Regions from separate parts of the Rattus norvegicus genome. Here region 2 is linked to region 1. The links are chromatin contacts, called in public Hi-C maps. All regions are on one chromosome and are shown on one strand. Each heading gives the region's core, a stretch centred on a gene start, on an enhancer-like site or on the middle of the called end of the contact. The rest is flanking DNA. Distances are from core to core; before and after follow the strand shown. Region 1 holds the start of Strip1 (striatin interacting protein 1). Region 2 overlaps Ahcyl1 (adenosylhomocysteinase-like 1).

Region 1 (3,362 bases), core at 473-2,972:
TGTGTGTACAAGTGCCCATGGAGGTCAGAAGTGGGGTACTGAATCCTTACGAGCTGGAATTGTGAGCCGCCCAACATGGCTGGTGGGATCCTCTGAGAGAGCAGCAAGTGCTTTAAACCACTAAACTATCTCTCCAGCCCACTCAAACGTTTAAAAAAGAAAGTTGGGTGACTGGAGAGATGGCTCAGCAGTTAAGAGCACTGACTGCTCTCCCAGAGGTCCCGAGTTTAAGTCTCAGCAACCACATGGTGGCTCACAACCATCTGTAATGGGCTCCGATGCCCTCTTCTGGTGTGTCTGAGGTCAGCGACAGTGTACATAAAATAAATCTTTAAAAAAAAAAAGTTGAGGGTGTAGCTCAATTCTCAGGGTCCTCTTTAAAAAAATTGAACAAGTCTGGCCATTAAAGGTCTCAGAAACTTAACTTTGATACTCCTCCATATTCGAGAGATCACTGAAAGTAACCACTGATCCTCCACCATTCCACAATAAAAGATTCCTAAAAGGTTCATCTTTTTCAAAAAGGCCACTCTAAGCTCATCCTCTCTACTCTGTTCATTTGTGACATGTTTTATCAGAAGTTGAGCCTGCAACAACAACAAAATGCTTGAAAGGAACTGATTTCAGAGGATTAAAGACAGTATCTTTAGTCTCTGGTACGAGCTGGAGCATCAAATTTGAATTTGAGGAATTCCTTCTCAGTAAGTGCCTGGCTGCTCATCACACTGGAAATTGTCTCAGGTGGAGGAGATTGCATAGTAAGCGCTCTGGGAATGAATGTGCTGATTAAGAAGCCCTGAAATGCTGCGACGACGATGGGGTGTGTGTTCATTCATGAATTCTGCAAACGGAAGCAGTGGGAGGAATTTTAACTTGGGGTGAGGCGAATAGCTCCAGACTGCGCGGGCAAAGGGAATCACAGCTCACTAGCAAGAAGGAGAAATCCTGCGCCCTTTGTGTACTTCTAATCCTTAACAGCTCAGCACTGGGCTCACTGGGCATACTAAATATGCTTTGCAACGTCTGGCCGCGGTTTGATCCTGCATTGACTAAAATTCGGAGGGAAAGCCAGTGTGCTCTCTCGGCTCCTCTCATAACCTGGGGCCGAGCAGCACAGAGAGAGAAGCTGCTCTGTCCTAAGCGCCGGCTAAGCTCTCCTGGGTCCCCGGCGTCGCCCACCACCCTCCTAAGATTAGAGGCCGGAAACGATGAGGGGCTAACAATCCAGCAGACCACCGACTTTGCATCCCAGGAGGGCTGTGCCTCAGGCCACGCCCCCGAGGGCAGACCCGCGGTCCCCGGCTTCAGGATCTTCTCCCCGGGCCGCAGCAGAGTTTGTGACACGGCTCCCGGCTTTCCTCCCCGGGGCCGTGGCGGCTGCCAGCCTCGATAAGTGCACGGTTCTCAGTCAAGTGACAGCTCGTAAGCCCCCTGTCATGCCACCCGGAAGTCCGGCTGGTCTCGGATGCCGCCCCGGGACCCCCTCTGCCACCCGCCCGATGCCAGCCTCGCCCCCCTGTAGCTCTGACCTCCGAGTCTTTGCGTTGGTTGCGGTTGAACTCGCGGGCTTTGCCCGCCGGCAGGAGGCCTCCGGCGGCCCTCGGCGCCCCAGGAGGAGGCTGTGCGGTAGCTGGCGGCGGCGGAGGTGGCGGCTGGGGTTGCTTGTTGTTCACAATCAGAGGGCCGGGACCGGCGGCTGCCGGCTCCATCTTGGCTGCTCCACACCCCCGGCTCAATTCGCGGATGGCCTCCGTCAAGCAACTCTCGCGTGATTTCCTCCAGGAAATTTCCCCAATCGCCATATTCAGTGTGGCTGCGTGTGTTGAAAGCCGCAGCTGCCAATCACCTCCCGAGGTCTTTCCCTTCTTTGTCATTTAGTTTCTCCTCCCCTCCTTCCTGTGGAGCTAAGCCAGAGGCGTGCGGTTGGGCTCACAGGAACCCCTTTAGATGTCTTTTTATCTGTGAGACTTAATGGCCCTCCCTGTTCAAGGTGAGGCAGGATGAAAGGGGAAATTAGGGAGACATCAGTAGAGAAAGGAATCCCTTACTCATGGGTCTAGTTGAAGAGTTTTACTAGCAAAGAATTTCTGTACAATTAACTACTGGTTGTGGCTTTTCCCCCACCTTCCAACTGAAAAGTCTAGGACTTTATATAAGAAACGCCTGTGCAACCCTAGGGACTCCTGGTTTTACTTTATCAGATTATAATTCTATCCAAGGTACCTCTAGAGCCACGTTCATAATCTCACTTATCAAAAGAGACAAAATGCACAGGAGTGGAATTGGGATTTCTTAGCCTTATAACTTGAGAACCACCAAAAGGTGTGTATGGCTAATACTAACTGAAAAGTCTCCCTTAGGGAGGTGATCCCCACACTCTAGGATGTCTTACTTCCCTTCCTTTTAGCACCTTTCTTCTAACCCTCATGCCTAAAGGCTATGTTAGATTATCTTTACTACAAGTCCCAACTCTGCTTCAGAATGGATAAGCTTGAAATTCCAAGACACAAGTTCTGGTTTGAGGCATACACATAGTGCAAAGATATAGACGCAGGCAAAAGACAAACAAACAAAAACCACATACACAGTCAAAAATCCAAATTTGGATTCTGGTTTGGCCTGAGTTGATGTCCCTAAAGGATTAGGGGAATTCCTTGTGGGGCTGAGGGTGACAGTATGGACTTGTATCTGTCCCCAAACCACTGACAAATACTTTAAGGACATAATAATGAGCAAAACTAGAATTCTAGTCTTCGTGGAGTTTTCATTCACATGGGAGGAGAGAAATGAATAAATAAAACAGAAAATGAAAATATAACAGAACTCATGGGGTAAGTGGAGTATGTTTAATAATCTCTTAGAAATGACCCTTGCTAGAAAGCATTAACTCCTTGCTTTTCTGCCTTCATTTTGTAGCTGTCTCATTTTCTCTGAGTTACCTGCTCACCCTATATTCACTCAAGGAGCAATTCTCGAAAAACTGGCATCACACCTCATTCTCCTTCATGTCTGAGTGCCAAACACATAGGAGTAACCAAGATGTTTGTACAATGTCCTCTTCCAGAAACCTTCCTCCCCAAGAAGCACGTGAAAGATTCTCGGTCGCTGGCTTCAACCCTCTAGTCATCAGGAGTGGCAAAGCCTCACAGGACAGAGCATCTCCAGATGACAGCTCTTTCTGTCATGGCATGTGCACCCTGGAATAGAAAGAATCCTCCTGAGAAACAGCTTGTCCCCTCAAGCAAAAAGGACTTCAACCTTCTCGTAAAGCCACCCGTAAGAGGATGATCATTCAGACCACACCTGACCAGGTTGGCTTGATTATTCCTACCTCACCCCAAACTCAGTGCTTCTATTTAATC
Region 2 (3,362 bases), core at 547-3,046, 44 kb after region 1:
GAGATAAAACCCACATTCCTGAAATTTTGTATAAACTGAAAATCCGGATTCAGATTCAGAACTCTGAAAAGGTTCCTATATGGAGAAACTATTAAATGATGTTGGTAGCAAATAGTTATCTCTGGAACTGTACACTATCATAGGTGAAAAGTTTTTCTGTGCAATACAAATGGCACAAGCATCAACACTTTCAAGCTAAAAAGAGTAAACCAGGACCTGGAGCAAGAGTTCAGTGGTTAAAAGCACTGGATGCTTTTTCAGAGGACCTGGATTCTATCCAAAGCACCCACATGGCAGATCGCAACTGTCTGTGACTGCAGCCTAAGATGACCCGACTCCTGGCATTTGAAGGTACTGAACTGAACTCATGTTGTGCACATGCATGCAGACAGGAAAGGCATACACAAAATGATACATTTTTAAAAGTAAACTCTGCATTAGCTAAAGCCGCACAATCTTTCTCTTCTGGGGTAGCACTGCAGTCTAAGAACCAGTTTTAGTCTTTAGCTTTGGTGTAGGCAGTTAGTATGAACAAACGAAAACCAGAACTGGTAGGACTCTACAGTCATAGAGTAGCAAACCAGGGGACACTGGTTTGCCTTTTGAAATTTTAACTAGCATGGTTCCCACTAAGAACGAATGCAGAGGACAGAATCAAACAGCAGACCAGAGACAGAAATCTGGGTGTTCAGAACTCATCTTGGTTCACCATCTAACTGTGCAAGCTTTTTCTTCAGGCAACTCTGACACAGAAATGGAGAGTCTGTTTTATTAAGTCTGAAAACAGATACTGAAGGCATAAAGAACTACATATCCCCATAGCAAGTCAGGCCTCACACATACAGGAAGATATTTAATAAACATCTCAGAATAAGTGATCCTTTAAAACTCCTTTCCTGTCAATATTATGTCAAACTTCAAGATAAGTGACCGTCACCAATCAAGCTGGGTCACATATATCACTTCAGAATTTGATTAACAAATAGCTTCAGGAAGCCCAAGACATTTGTTTTACTTTAAGTATTAAAACTCTAAGTACCTTAAATTCAAATTCATAACTGCTTTTCAAAAAGAAAAACAAGCAAAAAATTAAATCCTTCTAAATAGGATTTCCAATTACATGTTCACTCCTTCTTCAGTCAGCAGGATGTAAATCAAGAAGAGATGACCAAAATAATGAATTTCAACCTAATATGCAATTACTTTGGCAGAAAAGAAAGTATGGTCAAGAGCCCACTGTGGCCTTAACAGCTTCCAGAGCAGCACTTCCTCCGCCAGGCTAGGCTCCCTGCTGCTGGCACGGGCAGCCTGTTCCCAAGTGCTCCCTTCTTCTGGCTGTTAAGATTTCCTCTCCTCTCCATCTTTTTTTTTTTTTCCCAAAAGGTTCTGGGCATGATTCCAGATACCACCCACGTTGTGGTGAGGTGGGGGAAGGAACTTCAGTAACACTTGCAGATTTTTAGATAAAAAACAGAGAAGCAGTTGTAGCAAGCTAGAAATATTTCTTCGGCAACCTGAGATTAATAGGCATAACCTCTCCTTGTATTAATAAAGCTTATCAGCGGTCTAAAGCTTAGCAAAATCTTTCCCATCTAAAAATAGTAGTCTATGGCAAGTAGCTTACTACTCTGTGCAGTGCTCCTAACACCCATCTCTCAGATAATGGGTATCATCTGTTCACATTTCAAGTAGGCAGTGTTAACTCAAGTGATGGCACAGCGGGTAGCTGTCTGTAAGGTGGTACAGCAGCACACAGATGCTTGATGTCCTTGTCCTCTCTGCTACCCTGACTACAAGCTGCAGAGACTTGTCTCACAGCAGCTGCTACAGAGTGCAGTGGTCTGCCAGATTCTTCCAGGACTCTAACTCTACAGGATCTTTCTAGCTAGCAGCTGTTTCTCCCTTGGTGGAAGGAATCTTTGCATGCTGTTCACCTTTATGCTGTAAATAAGGATACCACTGCCAAAACCAACTTCTAGTTTCTAGTGAAACCAGATCTAATAGCAGCTTTCTGTTTGGGTTAAACTCAGAGTAGTTAAGTGGAAAAAATATGGTAATTTGGATAAAAGAAAACCCAAAACAATTGCAAAAGCATGGTTTGTATTATTTCTTATTGTTATGATTTCCTCCAACCATAAGGTTTTCACTGGGGTGCTTTGCATCAGGTAGTAAGCTCAGGGAAGAAAGGAGGAAAAGTAGACAAAATTTCCAAAGTATCACTCATCTCCACTCTCAGACTAACAGCATATCTGAGAAAGGACAGGCAACATCAACCACTCTCCTATGAGCACATCCAAACAGATGTCTACTTGCTGCATCTTCAGGCCAGTATACAGCAGTATAGTACTTATCAGTATAGTGTGCTATTTCAGTATACAGCAGTATAATACATATCAGTATTGTGTGCTATTTTAAAGCACAACTTATGATGGTTAGACTGACTTCTCTGTAACACTGAGGCTCACTAAGAAAAGCTTAACCTAATAATTTGGGTTCATTATGGTGGGTATAGGGAGTGATCTATAAGATGGTATAGTACTTACTAAGACAAAGACAACACAGACAACCCAAAAAAGTTATAAACTTCAAAAGAAAAATAATTATAATTACTTGTTTAATTGATCTTACTCATTTTTACTACCCAAAGTTGAGTTTCCTTCTGAAAATGTACAGTCTACACACTCAGAAGTAAATACCCTAGCTGCCCTCCCTCCTTCCCACACCTAATTCAAAATTCCCTTCTCTCTCTTCAATTACAGGAAATTAAAAGCTACCAGAGCACTACTATGACCCTATGGTTAATTGACACTGAGCTACCAGAGCACTACTATGACCCTATGGTTAAGTGACACTGATCAGGACCATAGACTACGGTTTATTATATTGTTCTAGTCAATGTTGTAGTATATTCTTTAGTCAACACATTCGCTTGGCACTAAGTACCCACTTCATCCTACGGAAGATGCTGGAAGAAATAAGGCTCTCTAAAATCTGGGTATGTGCTCTGGCTCCCCATATAGTAGTAACAGATGGCTTTGCGATGAACTTTCACTACTCCACTAGGAACATGCTGGCTACTATAACCACACACACAAACATGGAAGTCTACTTGTTGTATCTTTAAAATCTAAATTTCAGGCCATTTTAACGTGCTATTTTAAAGCAGCTTTTCAAATAGTTAAGTAGATATGATGTCTTTCATCTGTGCCTTATCCAGATATTGTTTAATGTGGGTCCTCTAAAAATTAGGTTAGGTCAGACAACTTATTAACTTTGTTATTTCACATACCTATCTAATAGCCTTTAATTTCCTCAGGAAGGTTCTCTCCTAAGGGTGAAGAACTAGACTCAAAGGTAAACAG

The links. A called contact is a pair of places that touch in the nucleus more often than the background predicts.
Region 2: a contact with region 1 is called in a Hi-C map of the A7r5 cell line, with 2.2 times the contacts expected there. The contact joins the enhancer-like site here to the promoter of Strip1 in region 1. A contact is called at or near these places in 3 of 12 Hi-C or Micro-C datasets (the A7r5 cell line, frontal cortex and kidney).

Annotation. Positions count from the first base shown.
Region 1 is chr2:197,954,793-197,958,154 of GRCr8, forward strand. Strip1 (striatin interacting protein 1) reads right to left here and starts at 1,723. Exons shown (of 21, transcript NM_001399218.1): 1 at 1,530-1,723. The coding sequence starts at 1,709. LOC134485949 (a long non-coding RNA gene) reads left to right here and starts at 1,534. Exons shown (of 2, transcript XR_010064385.1): 1 at 1,534-1,854; 2 at 3,065-3,362.
Region 2 is chr2:197,998,450-198,001,811 of GRCr8, forward strand. All of the region lies in intron 1 of Ahcyl1 (adenosylhomocysteinase-like 1), which reads right to left. Among named protein-coding and RNA genes, the nearest start is that of Ahcyl1, 16 kb to the right of the region's middle. Within about 2 kb of position 1,797, at least 41 of the 93 cell types and tissues checked have an H3K27ac peak or open chromatin away from gene starts, as enhancers often do.